Linked DNA regions of Sus scrofa: region 1 is linked to region 2. Evidence: chromatin contacts called from public Hi-C data. All regions are on one chromosome and are shown on one strand. Each heading gives the region's core, a stretch centred on a gene start, on an enhancer-like site or on the middle of the called end of the contact. The rest is flanking DNA. Distances are from core to core; before and after follow the strand shown.

What was found. A called contact is a pair of places that touch in the nucleus more often than the background predicts.
Region 1: a Hi-C map of embryonic fibroblasts shows a contact between it and region 2, with 2.6 times the contacts expected there. The contact joins the promoter of RPN2 here to the enhancer-like site in region 2. A contact is called at or near these places in 3 of 47 Hi-C or Micro-C datasets (embryonic fibroblasts, epiblast stem cells and skeletal muscle) and 1 of 2 datasets of contacts at active chromatin or transcription factors (alveolar macrophages).

What each region holds. Positions count from the first base shown.
Region 1 is chr17:40,320,152-40,325,819 of Sscrofa11.1, forward strand. It overlaps RPN2 (ribophorin II), which reads left to right and starts at 2,506. Exons shown (of 17, transcript NM_213941.1): 1 at 2,506-2,551. The coding sequence starts at 2,539.
Region 2 is chr17:40,216,281-40,222,094 of Sscrofa11.1, forward strand. RBL1 (retinoblastoma-like protein 1) reads right to left here. Exons shown (of 22, transcript XM_021077346.1): 17 at 1,045-1,221. Among named protein-coding and RNA genes, the nearest start is that of SAMHD1, 47 kb to the left of the region's middle. Within about 2 kb of position 4,286, at least 4 of the 83 cell types and tissues checked have an H3K27ac peak or open chromatin away from gene starts, as enhancers often do. A contact at or near this core is called in embryonic fibroblasts and skeletal muscle, where this site is marked.

The DNA.
Region 1 (5,668 bases), core at 1,256-3,755, 100 kb after region 2:
CTCCTCCCTTTTTATCCTTTCCCCTTTTGACCTATAAGTTCAAGGCTACTTGGGCCTTTTTTAATATCCTCTAGGTTGCTCAGCTGCAAATCCACACTTCCTGAATCATTATCAGAAGCCCAAGGGATCACTACATCTTCCTGACTACAGATCCTAGGAAGGAAGAGGGGATTAAAAAACTTAGTTTTTTCAGGACTGCTTCTGCCTCATCACTCAAGTGAAAACTTAAATGTCATCTTCTCAGAGAGGCATTTATAGATCACCAGTCTGGATTAAGTACCTTCTCCCTTCACAATTCCACATTTATTTGTTTTTTTTTTTCATTGTATTGAACGATTATTTACAATTATCAAGTTCATTTGTGTTTATTTACTGTCTCCCATCAGACTACAAGCTTCATGAGAGAAGAAACTTGTCTACATGGTCACAGTTGTATCCCTAATACCTAGCATGCTGTCAGCCTCATGGGGAATGAATAGATAGGTAAGAGATGCTATGACACTGTTAAAAAGAGACCGAGGTAGAATACCACCCCACCTCTCTCAAACCCTGTTAGCTTTTCCTTCTTCTTGTCTTTGTAATAGCACACAACAATTTCTAATAAATCATTCACTTATTTATGGATATTGTTTATCATTTATTTCCTTCTACTAAAATGTAAGCTCTATGAGGGCAAGGATCTTTGGCTGTTTTTTTAATTCTTTGTTTTAGCTTTTTAGAAATATTTTTTTCTTTTTTTTTAGGGCCACACCTGTGGTATATGGAGGTTCCCAGGCTAGGGGTCCAATTGGAGCTGCAGTCACTGGCCTACACCAGAGCCACAGAAACTTGGGATCCTAGCCGCTTCTGCAACCTGCACCACAGCTCATGGCAACTCCAGATCCTTAACCCACTGAACGAGGCCAGGGATTGGACCAGAGTCCTCATGGATGCTAGTCGGGTTCATTGACCACTGAGCCCTGATGGGAACTCCTTAAAAATATCTTCCTTATTTTTAAACTTTATTTGTACGTATGAATGTATGTATTTTGCCTTTTAGGGCCGCACCCTTGGCATATGGAGGTTCCTAGGCTAGGGATCGAGTCGGAGCTGCAGCTGCTGGCCTGCACCACAGTCACAGCAATGCCAGATCCGATCCACGTCTGCGACCTACACCACAGCTCATGGCAACACCAGAACCTTAACCCACTGATCAAAGCCAGGGATCAAACCCGCATCCTCATGGATACTAGTTGGGGTCATTTCCCCTGAGCCACGAAGGGAACTCCTCCTCAACTTTTCTAAATAGCTGTATTTAACAACCAATTTGCAAAATTTCTGATAAATTTAACAACTGACTCTCAAGCCAATATGAGACTTTCGCGCATACTGAGTTGGAAGAGTACTTTATGTATTCTAGATCAGAACTGCCCAAGGGAACTTTCTGTGACGGTGGAAATGTTCTATAATTCTGTGCTGTCCAATATGATCTCCACCAGCCCCATGTGGCTACTGCGTGCTTGAAATGTGGTTAGTATAACTGAGGAACAGAATTTTAAATTTTAATTAACTTAAATTCAAATTTAAATATCAACATATAGCTAGTATACCATATTCAACAGCACAGTACCAGACATAGAAATAACTGACTCACCCCTGTTTGGGATAATAATATCTGGGACACTAATGTTAATAATAGTTACTGCATTGTGAATAAATGTTCGTAATAGTTAAAAGCACAGATTATGGAGTCAGACTGCATAGGTTCAAATCTTTGTTTCCTTCGCTGCAAAATGGGAATACTAATTGTACATACCTCACAGAATGGTGATGAAATAGTACATGGAGTGCTTAGTACACTGCGGGCTATGCCCCAAACGATCAAAAACTGGAGTTAGTACAGAGTTCTTGGATGAGTCATTTCCATTTTTGAGTCTCTTAATTCATCTGCAAAATTTGGGCTAGTATGCTCCTCACCCAAATGCTTTGCAAATCAATTAAAACGTCATTCATAGGTCAGTTATTAAAAACCAAAACAACCTTTGGAGAAAATCGCCATAATTTTCTAATTAAAAGCAAACGAACAAACAAACTACCAGCAAAAGCCTCGAATACTACTCTTCCTACTCCACCGAACCCTTCCCATTCCTTTAAAATCCGCCGGGCTGCAGACAGACGCCTGAGTGACAGTGTAATCGGCCAATCACAGCAGGCCCCGTCTCGGGCCCACCCCAGACGCCGCGTCCAACCGCGTGCCAGTGGTGCCCAGAATCGGGCGTTGAGAAGCGGACGGTTCCAAGTGGGCCACAGCGAGGGGGGAAGCGGGCCTGTACGCGAAGACCGCGGTGCCCTGTGCGCCGAAGGACTGGCATTCTGGCCGCGGCTCCTAGGAGAGGCCCGGTTCCGCGGGACAGCGTGGACTGACCTGTGCTTAGAGCCCATCCCAGCACGCGGAGTCTGTTGCGAGTCCCGGGCGTCCCCTCCGGCGCGCTCTTGGAGCCACTTTCCCGAGCGGAAGTCCGCCTGCGGCTCGGGCCCTAGTGGGACCTGCTCGGAGGAATGGCGCCGCCGGGTGAGGCGTTGCGCATGGTTCGATAACGGGGTCCCGGGGACCGCACGCCTCGGCGAGTGGGCCGTCGCCCGCGGCAGGCTAGTGCTTGCCACTCGGGAGCCGGCCGGGCGGGTCCCCCTTCCCCTGTGGGACAGGGGCATGGGCTTGGGGTCTCTTGGGGTCGGGGGTCTGACGGAGGGCTGTCCAGCGGGTGGAACTGCCAGCGAGCGGAGGAGACGGTGGGGGTGGGTGCGGCGCGGGTCTACGGGTCCCCCAGAGGCCCAGCCGGATACCACAGCCGCGGATAACCCTGGGTCTGGCTTTGCTCATTCATTTGACTCGCGCGGGCATCCGGGCCAGGCGGCCTAAGAGTGAGATTTTGGCTAATTCTTCTTTCTTTGGACAGTAGTTTTTTTAAAGATAGGGGCAAGACAATCACTCACCTCTTTTTAGGAGCTTAGAGCATGAGTTCTGAAGTTGGAGTATCCAGTTGCAAACTTAGTCTGCCACGTATTCCCCTGCTGCGCTGTTTGCTTAACTCCTCTGCATCTCAGTTTCTCATTTGTAAAATAGATTGGCCACATTATCTGCCTCATGCATTCCTGTGTGTAATGAATGAGATAGTCTTTCTACATAGCGTAGAACAGTGCGTGGCACTAAGTAAGCAGCCAGGAAACCTAACTATATTGCTAGCTAATGCGTGGGCACTGTGCGGGATGGAATCTCAGGTAGTCCAGCCACACAACTTGGGAAATGTGTACTATTGACAAGTGGAAAAGATGGAATTCCACACAGGGGAAGTAACTTCTCCAAAATTGAGAAGTTGAGGATAATAGAGTTTCTGCAGTTTGTTTCTCAGCTAGTTACAAGTCTTAGGGCAGATAACTGTTTTTGAGACCCTTTCTTGGTCTGTAAATCGCACTCACTTAGATAGTGTGAGGATTTAATGACTAAATCCGTGCAAAATACTCAGCACAGTATGGGCATACGGGACACATGTTAAGTGCTCAAATTTTAGCCCCCACAGTTGTTAGGATTAACACGGGGTGGGAAGAAAAGGATTCTGGCGCAAATACTGTGTTATAGTAATTTACAGCCTAGCTGGGAAAATGTTACTCATAGTCACTCACTAGGTCTTAATAGATGAAGTACATGCATGTATTCAAGGCACTGGGGAGTCAGCATTGGTGTCATAGATTCCTCTTCTACATCTTTCTACCCACTAGCAATTCCGGCTTTAACTTTGAATTCCAACCAGACTCCGGCCACTAATTACCATCTCTACTGCTGCCATCCTGGCTTAGACCACCACTCTTTTTCTTAGATTATAGCCGTAGTCTCCCAACTGGTATCCCTTTTTCTGTCCTTGCTCTGCTGTAGTCGCAGCACAGTGTTTTCTACTCTCAACACAAAGTTCCTGTTAAAATGCAAGCCAAATCACTTCTCTGATCAAGATTTTCCAGTGGCTTCCATCTTTATAAAAGCCAAAGACCCTATAAGGCCCTCCAGATTTGGCCTCTGCTATGTCTGTCACCATGTCCCTACTTCCCACCCCTTGCTTCTCCTCTCCAGTTGTATTATCCTCCTTGCTAATGCAAAAAAGCACCATCCATGTTCCTGATTCAGGGTCTTTGCGCTTGGTTTTTTTCTCTTGGCGACATCTGTGGCATGCAGAAGTTCCTGGCCCAGGGATCAAACCCCCATGAGAGCAGCGACCCAAGCCATAGAAGTGACAATGCTGCATCCTTAACTTGCTGAGCCACCAGGGAACTCTTGCCTTTGCTTTTCATCTTGGGATAGTTTCCCTTCAAATATCTTCATAACTTGGGTCCTTTTGCTTCAGGTCTATACACAGTATCTTTATTTCTTGGTTAGGGCTTCATAGGTTACCATATTTAGAGTTGCAGCTCTTCCCAGATATATCCCTTCTGTACTTTATTTTTCTTCATAGCACTTTTCACCTTCTAACATAATGTTTCTTAATTATTTCATGTAATGTCTTTCTTTTTCCACTAGAATGCAAGCTCCGTGAGGTTAGCCGGTTTTGTTCTGTTTCCTCTTGTATTTTTAACACCAAAAATAGTGCTTGGTACATAGCAGGCATTCAATAAATGTTTGATGAATGATGATCCCCATAATAGATCTCTTTCTAGTTTTTTAAAAGATCTTTCTCATTCTTTAGGTCGTTTAACCCACATGAGGACTTAGATAGCACTGACATTCATGCCCCTTCTACAACATTCTCCAAAAAGTAATGGAGCATGATTGAACTCTGAATCTTGGTTTGAGTCCAAGATTGGCTTTATCCAAGGTGTTCTGGTCCTCAGTTTTATTTGTAAAATGCCTTTCTTAAGGGGTTCTAGTTAAAACTAACTTTGACACTATAAGCAAAGGACCATTAATCATTAATGTTCTCCTGGTGATTATTGTTACTTAAAAGGCAAATAGTTCATGAAGCTGCCCATTTGAAAGTGTTCCCCCCCAAAATGAAAAGTAGAAATGTACCAGTCTTATAGTTTTTTTCTGTCCCCTGGGATATAATAAATGAGGATTAATTTTTCTTTCCATTTATTCAGCAGATACGAATTCAGTACTACTGTGTGCCAGGCAATGTGCAAGACTTGGAAATACTGGGGTGATTAAAAGCAACAGTCTCCATCTTCATGGAATTTACAGTTTAGCAGAGGAATCAGACATTACACTATTAATTATAGTTGTGAAAAATACTGCATAGAAGCATAGGTCGCTGTGAGCAGATATAGGAACAACAATAACAATAAGAGAAGGAGTAGCTAACATTTATATAGCACTTGTTATGCGCCATTCAGATTTTTCATATTAATCCATGTAATCCTAATGAGCCTGAGGTAGATACTCTTATTATCCCACTTTACTCTTGAGGAAACTGAGGCACAGGCTGGTCACATTGTAACTGCCACAGCCACCTTGCTAATGAGTGACAGGGCTAGGATTTAAACCTGACCCCATGAGGCCTCATTCTTCACTACTCATAGTACTGGGAGCTTATGCAAGGGAGGGCTGTTGACGGGAGAGGGGCCTTTTAAGGAAGAGATACTCGAACTGAAATCTGAAAGTAAAAATTAAGCAGGGGGAGGCATGCAAAAGAGCTGGATAGCA
Region 2 (5,814 bases), core at 3,036-5,535:
GTTAATAACATTTATTAATAGAGATTTTAAAGAGGCTATGTGAGAGGGGAGTAACAAAGGAGTCTGAAAACATGCCCTCTACCTCAACAATCTTAAAGATTCAATCTTAACATGTACATCTCCTAGGACTGCTAGATGGCGAAAATGGTGAAGACCAAAGTTACAGATAATTGTTTCAGATATATTAGAATTTAAAAAACAAGTAAGACATGCTATTTTATGCCTTAAAACATGTAGCAACTAGAAAGTAAAATGGCTTTTCTGAGGAGGTGAAATAAATCACTGGAAAGCAATATAGTAAAGAAGCTATTTTATATCAGCTAATGAATCAGATAACCGGCCGTCACTGAATAACTTTAGCCAGCTGCTTTCAGATCTGGGTCTGTTACTCATTGAAAACATAACGATCATTTTAAAGTAACAAGATTAGAGGTGTCAGAGGGGTAGGGTTGGAAATGATTCTCCTTGAATAGCGTGGAGAACCATTTTACCACAAATGGTTTCTTTCTTTTTTTTTTTTCTTTTTCTTTTTAGGGCCGCACCTGCAGCATATGGAGGTTCCCAGGCCAGGAGTTGAATTGGAGCTACAGCTGCTGGCCTATGCCACAGCCACAGCAACATGGGATCTGAGCCACACCTGCGACCTGCACCACAGCTCATGGCAATGCCGGATCCCCAATCCAATGATGGGACCAACATCCTCATGGATACTAGTCAGATTTGTTTCTGCTGCACCACACCAGGAACTCCTACAAATGGTTTCTAAAGACCATTTCCAACTTCTTTACAACCAATGAATTCTTATGCAGTGAGAAAGCTGATTATAAAACACTAACCGGGAAGAAAAAAAAACCCAAACAAACAAAAACTAAATGGAGTCTAGAGAATAGCTACAGAGCTAGAAGTTACCACATAATTAACAATGGTAGGCACTGTTGGCTTATAGCACTTTAGCTGATCTGATGACTAAATGCAACAGATTTTCACTTCATGCTTCAAATACAGGCAACTAGAGCAGATAGCTTCCCTCAACTTATGCATTACCTTTGCCATGATGTAAAAGGCACAAAGGAGGAGCTGATCCAAATGTCTGTCTTTCATCAGATCAGGGCAGTGAACTAAAGTGAATTCAAAACATGTCCATATCTTTCTTCTTAACTCATTTGAAACATCCAGTTTTAAACATAAATCACGTAAGCGTACACTTGCCAAATGATAGACCTAAGATGGAAGATAGCACATTGATGCAAAAAAAATCACAAATAACTTCTCGAATTTATGTCTTACTGTGAACATGGGCTTTCGGGCCAAGATTAATAAACCTAAGGCTAGTGATGCATTAAATTATAAAAAAAAATCTGTTTTATAGTGTTAGTTCACTGCTATGGCAGAAGACTATAAATTAAAACAAAATTCTCTTTGGAAAACTACCTTAAACATTTTTTTGGAAAAGGTGTTATGTGCTATTATATACTATCAAGTATGTGAAGTGAGAACACTAAAATTAAAATGCAGGATTTACTAGCATCATTACCATTATGAATACACAATTTTTCAAATGCTTATAAGTCTCTCTTTTTGGTTTAGGTAAAATAGCTAGAAAGCCTAAGATGTCACATAATGCTCTAAAATGGCTCCAAAAATGAATCAGCAAACAAAACCATTTTAAAAATGTCCCCTATATTCTACATTGTTTTTATGAGCACACAAGAGGAATGGTAAGTAAATGAGAAGCCAGGTTTTGTTGCTGTTGCTATTTATTGAGGTATGACTGATATACAACATTATATTAGTTTCTCGTGTACAATCTGACGTAACATTTATATATGCTGTGAAAAGATCACAATAAGTCTAGTTAATGCCCATCATCACACACAGTTGCAAAAATTTTTTTCTTGAGAACTCTCAGATCTACTCTTTTAGAACTTCCAAATACACAATATAGTATTACTAACTATAGTCATCATGCTATACATTATACCCAACGATTTACTTGTTTTTCACCTATTCTGCCCACTCCCCGCCCCTGGCAACCAATATCCTGTTCTTTGTATCTATGAACTTGTTTTTGTTTTTCAGATTCTACATATAAAAGAGATCATATAGTATTTGTCTTTCTCTGTCAAGTTATTGTTTTTAAGTATGTCAAAGTAAATTCAGTTCAATGCCTTGAACCTTTCATATAGAGTCTTTATATGAACTGATGTTAATGCAAATAAAGGTCCTGAAAGATTCTAAAATGATTTCTGATCATCCAAAAAGCATTATGCTTCATTATTTCAAGAACTGGTAATGCTACTGTGGTATTTCTAAACCAGACTATACTATTTGAACTAAGTCTTCAAATGTAAATGGTCAGGGCAAAAAAAATGAAAAAGAGTAAGGCATTCTTCACAGCCACATATCTTTTGACAGGGAAAAAAATTTCACAAATTAAAGCTTAAAAATGAATTTTAGCTATTCAATACACTAATCTGATAGAGAGATAAGGGTTGACTCTAAAGCTGCCAGTGATTCATTCTATAACAAACTCACTTTCTTCATCCCATCCCTTTGTTTCTGGTCTAGCTGGCTAAGAGATAAACAGGAACCCTTGGAGTCAGGGAAATAGGAAACATGACGGAACTTTATATTCATGACAGTAGAAGATAACAGATTCAGTGAGTCCTAACTAGAAAGATTAAAAGTAATATGTAATTGAGTAATATTTCTTAAGTATCTTATAAAGTAATCCAAAGTTAAGGCCTTAAAGAGACATATTCTGGAAGACTTCTGATTCTAGCAAAATCACAGTAAATTCTATTCAGGCATTGGACACCAGCATCACACTGAGTTCAGCATGGATAACAGCTGCAATTTACTTAAGAAATGGTTATTTTGAATTCATTATATATATGGACATTTAAATTCCCTTTTAGGATAAAATTTTTCTAGCTTTTAATCTATATCAAGTAGGCTATAATTAAATGGAAGGTAAAGGACAAGCTAGATTCTGAAATTTAAAATTCAGAATTTAAAAATTCATAAATGCCTTATTTTTGTCAGTCTTAGATTCATTACCAAAGGCAGCAATTTGTCATTTTGAAAATTAAAAATAAGGAATGAGTGGGGAAAATACCACCTTTGGGACTCTGTTTTTGAAACAGGCCTTAGGCATAAAAGGTGGGTAAGAATCGGAATGGTGGGACATAGTAGAGAAGGCAGTGGGAGGGAGAAAAAAGAGTAAGTGTCTCAAGAATTATTATAAGAAAGACTAGCAGAGATACACTTAAATTTGCATCGAGATAATTTGAAAAAAAAAACAAAAAAATAAATTTCTTTAAAATTTTAAATCTTAAACCTTAATCACAATACTAGAAAAAAAAATACCTCCTTTTTCATTTACAATTTTCAAGTATAGGTTAGATAGCCACTAGTTATGGGATAGACTGGAGAGGGGTCTTCCAATTCTGGATTTATTTTATTTTATTTATTTATTTTTTTTTGTCTTTTTGCTATTTCTTGGGCCGCTCCCGCGGCATATGGAGGTTCCCAGGCTAGGGGTTGAATCGGAGCTGTAGCCACCGGCCTACGCCAGAGCCACAGCAACGCGGGATCCGAGCCGCGTCTGCAACCTACACCACAGCTCACGGCAACGCCGGATCATTAACCCACTGAGCAAGGGCAGGGACCAAACCCGCAACCTCATGGTTCCTAGTCGGATTCGTTAACCACTGCGCCACGACGGAAACTCCCTGGATTTATTTTAGAGAAGTATCATGTTTGGTTACAAATATCTGAATAACACTTGTCTTATCAGAAAGTTTATAGTACTTGTAAAAGATAAGGAGGATAAGTTGAAACCATTCCTTTTAGATCGTTGCATTAATACTAAAATAATCTAGTAGCTCCCTGGTAGCCTAACAGTTAAGGGTTTGGCATTATCACTGCTGTGGCTTGGGTTTGATCCATGGTCTGTGAATTTCTGCATGTCATAGGCACAGCCAAAAAAACCCCAAACAACCAACAAAACAAAACAAAACAAAAACAAAAACCTAAAATAATTTAGGGATTATCATGAGAACTGGTCAAATCTTAAAAAGATACTGGATTTATGATAAAAATTATGTAGACTCCCCACAATATCCCCACCAATCTTAATGAATCTTCAGTAATTTAAACTTGTCTATAAGGTCTAGGATGTACCAGTCCCACAAAAACTCCAATCCAAAGCAATATAACACAAAGGAGTTCCTGTAAATTCCAGCAGATGGCCAACTGCTTACTTGAAGTTATGTGAAACAAGCTGGCAGGAAACATAAGTTACATCAGGACATGGAATCAAGCCCTATGAGTCAGTCCAAACACAGCTCATCAAGATCATAATGTTCTTTTAAGAAGAGGTCAAACATGTTTTTTAAAAAAGGCTAAAGGTATACTACCTGATACCAAAGCTAGATAAAGACACTATAACTACAGACCAATATCTGTTATGAATATTGATGATATTCCTCCACAAAATATTAAAAAAACCTAGCAACCGAGTATAACAGTATACGTTAAAAAGATCATACATCATGACCAAGTAAGATTTATTCCTGGAATGAAAGGATAGTTTAACATATGAAAATCAACCAGTGTAACTAAATTAACAGAATAAAGAAAAAAATATAGTCATCTCAGAACTGATGCAGAAAAAAAAAAAGCATTTGACAAAGTTCAATATCCTTTTATTATAAAAACAAACCAGGAATAGAAACTAGTTCAACATAATAAATATCATATGTGAAAAATCCATAGCTAACATCATACTCAATGTGAAACAATTTAAGCTTTTCCTCTTAAATCAGGAGTAAGACAAGCAAGCTCAATTTTAGCATTGCTATTCAACATACTACTGGAAGTTCTAGTCAGAGCAATTAGGCAAGAAAAAGAAATAAAAGGCATTCACATTAGAAAAGTAGTAAAATTATCTCTGTGTGGAAAACCAAAAAACCCTGGAGTCCATAAAAAATGGCAGAAATACCAAATGAATCAAGCAAAGTTGTGGGATATAAAATCAACACACACAAAATTGCTTTTATTCCTATACCATTAACAATGGATAATCTAGGTGTTCCTGCTGTAGTGCAGGAACTGAATCTGACTGCAGCAGCTCGGGTTACTCCAGAAGCTCAGGTTTAATCCCCAGCCCAACTGAGTGGGTTAAAGGATCTGGTATTGCCACAGCTGTGGCATACATCACAGCTGTGGCTTAGACTCAGTCCCTGGCCTGAAAACTTCCATATGCCATGGGTTCGGCCATAAAACAAAATGAAACAAACAAGAACAATAGACAATCCAAAAATGAAATTAAGAAAATGACTCCATTGACAATATCATGAAAAATAAAATACTTGGGAATAAATTTAACTAAGAAGGCAAAAATTTGTACACTGAAAACTGAAACGCTGAAAGAAATGAAAGAAAACACAAATAAATGGAAAGACAGTCCACATTTTAGACTGAAAGACTTAATATTGTTAACATATCAACACTATTCAGAGGAATTATAGATTTGATATATTTCCTATCAAAATCCCAATGATTTTTTCTGCAGAAATAGAAAAAAAAAATCCATCCTAAAACTCCTATGGAATGTCAAGGGACTCTGAATAGCCAAAACAATCTTGAAAAAGAACAAAATTGGAGGCCTCACATTTTCTGATTTCAAAACTTACTATAAAGTCACAGTAATCAAAACTGTACAGTACTGGCATGAAGAAACCAATGAATAGAATAGAGAGCCTAGAAATAAACCTTCCCATATATGGTGATGAATGACTTTTGTCAAGG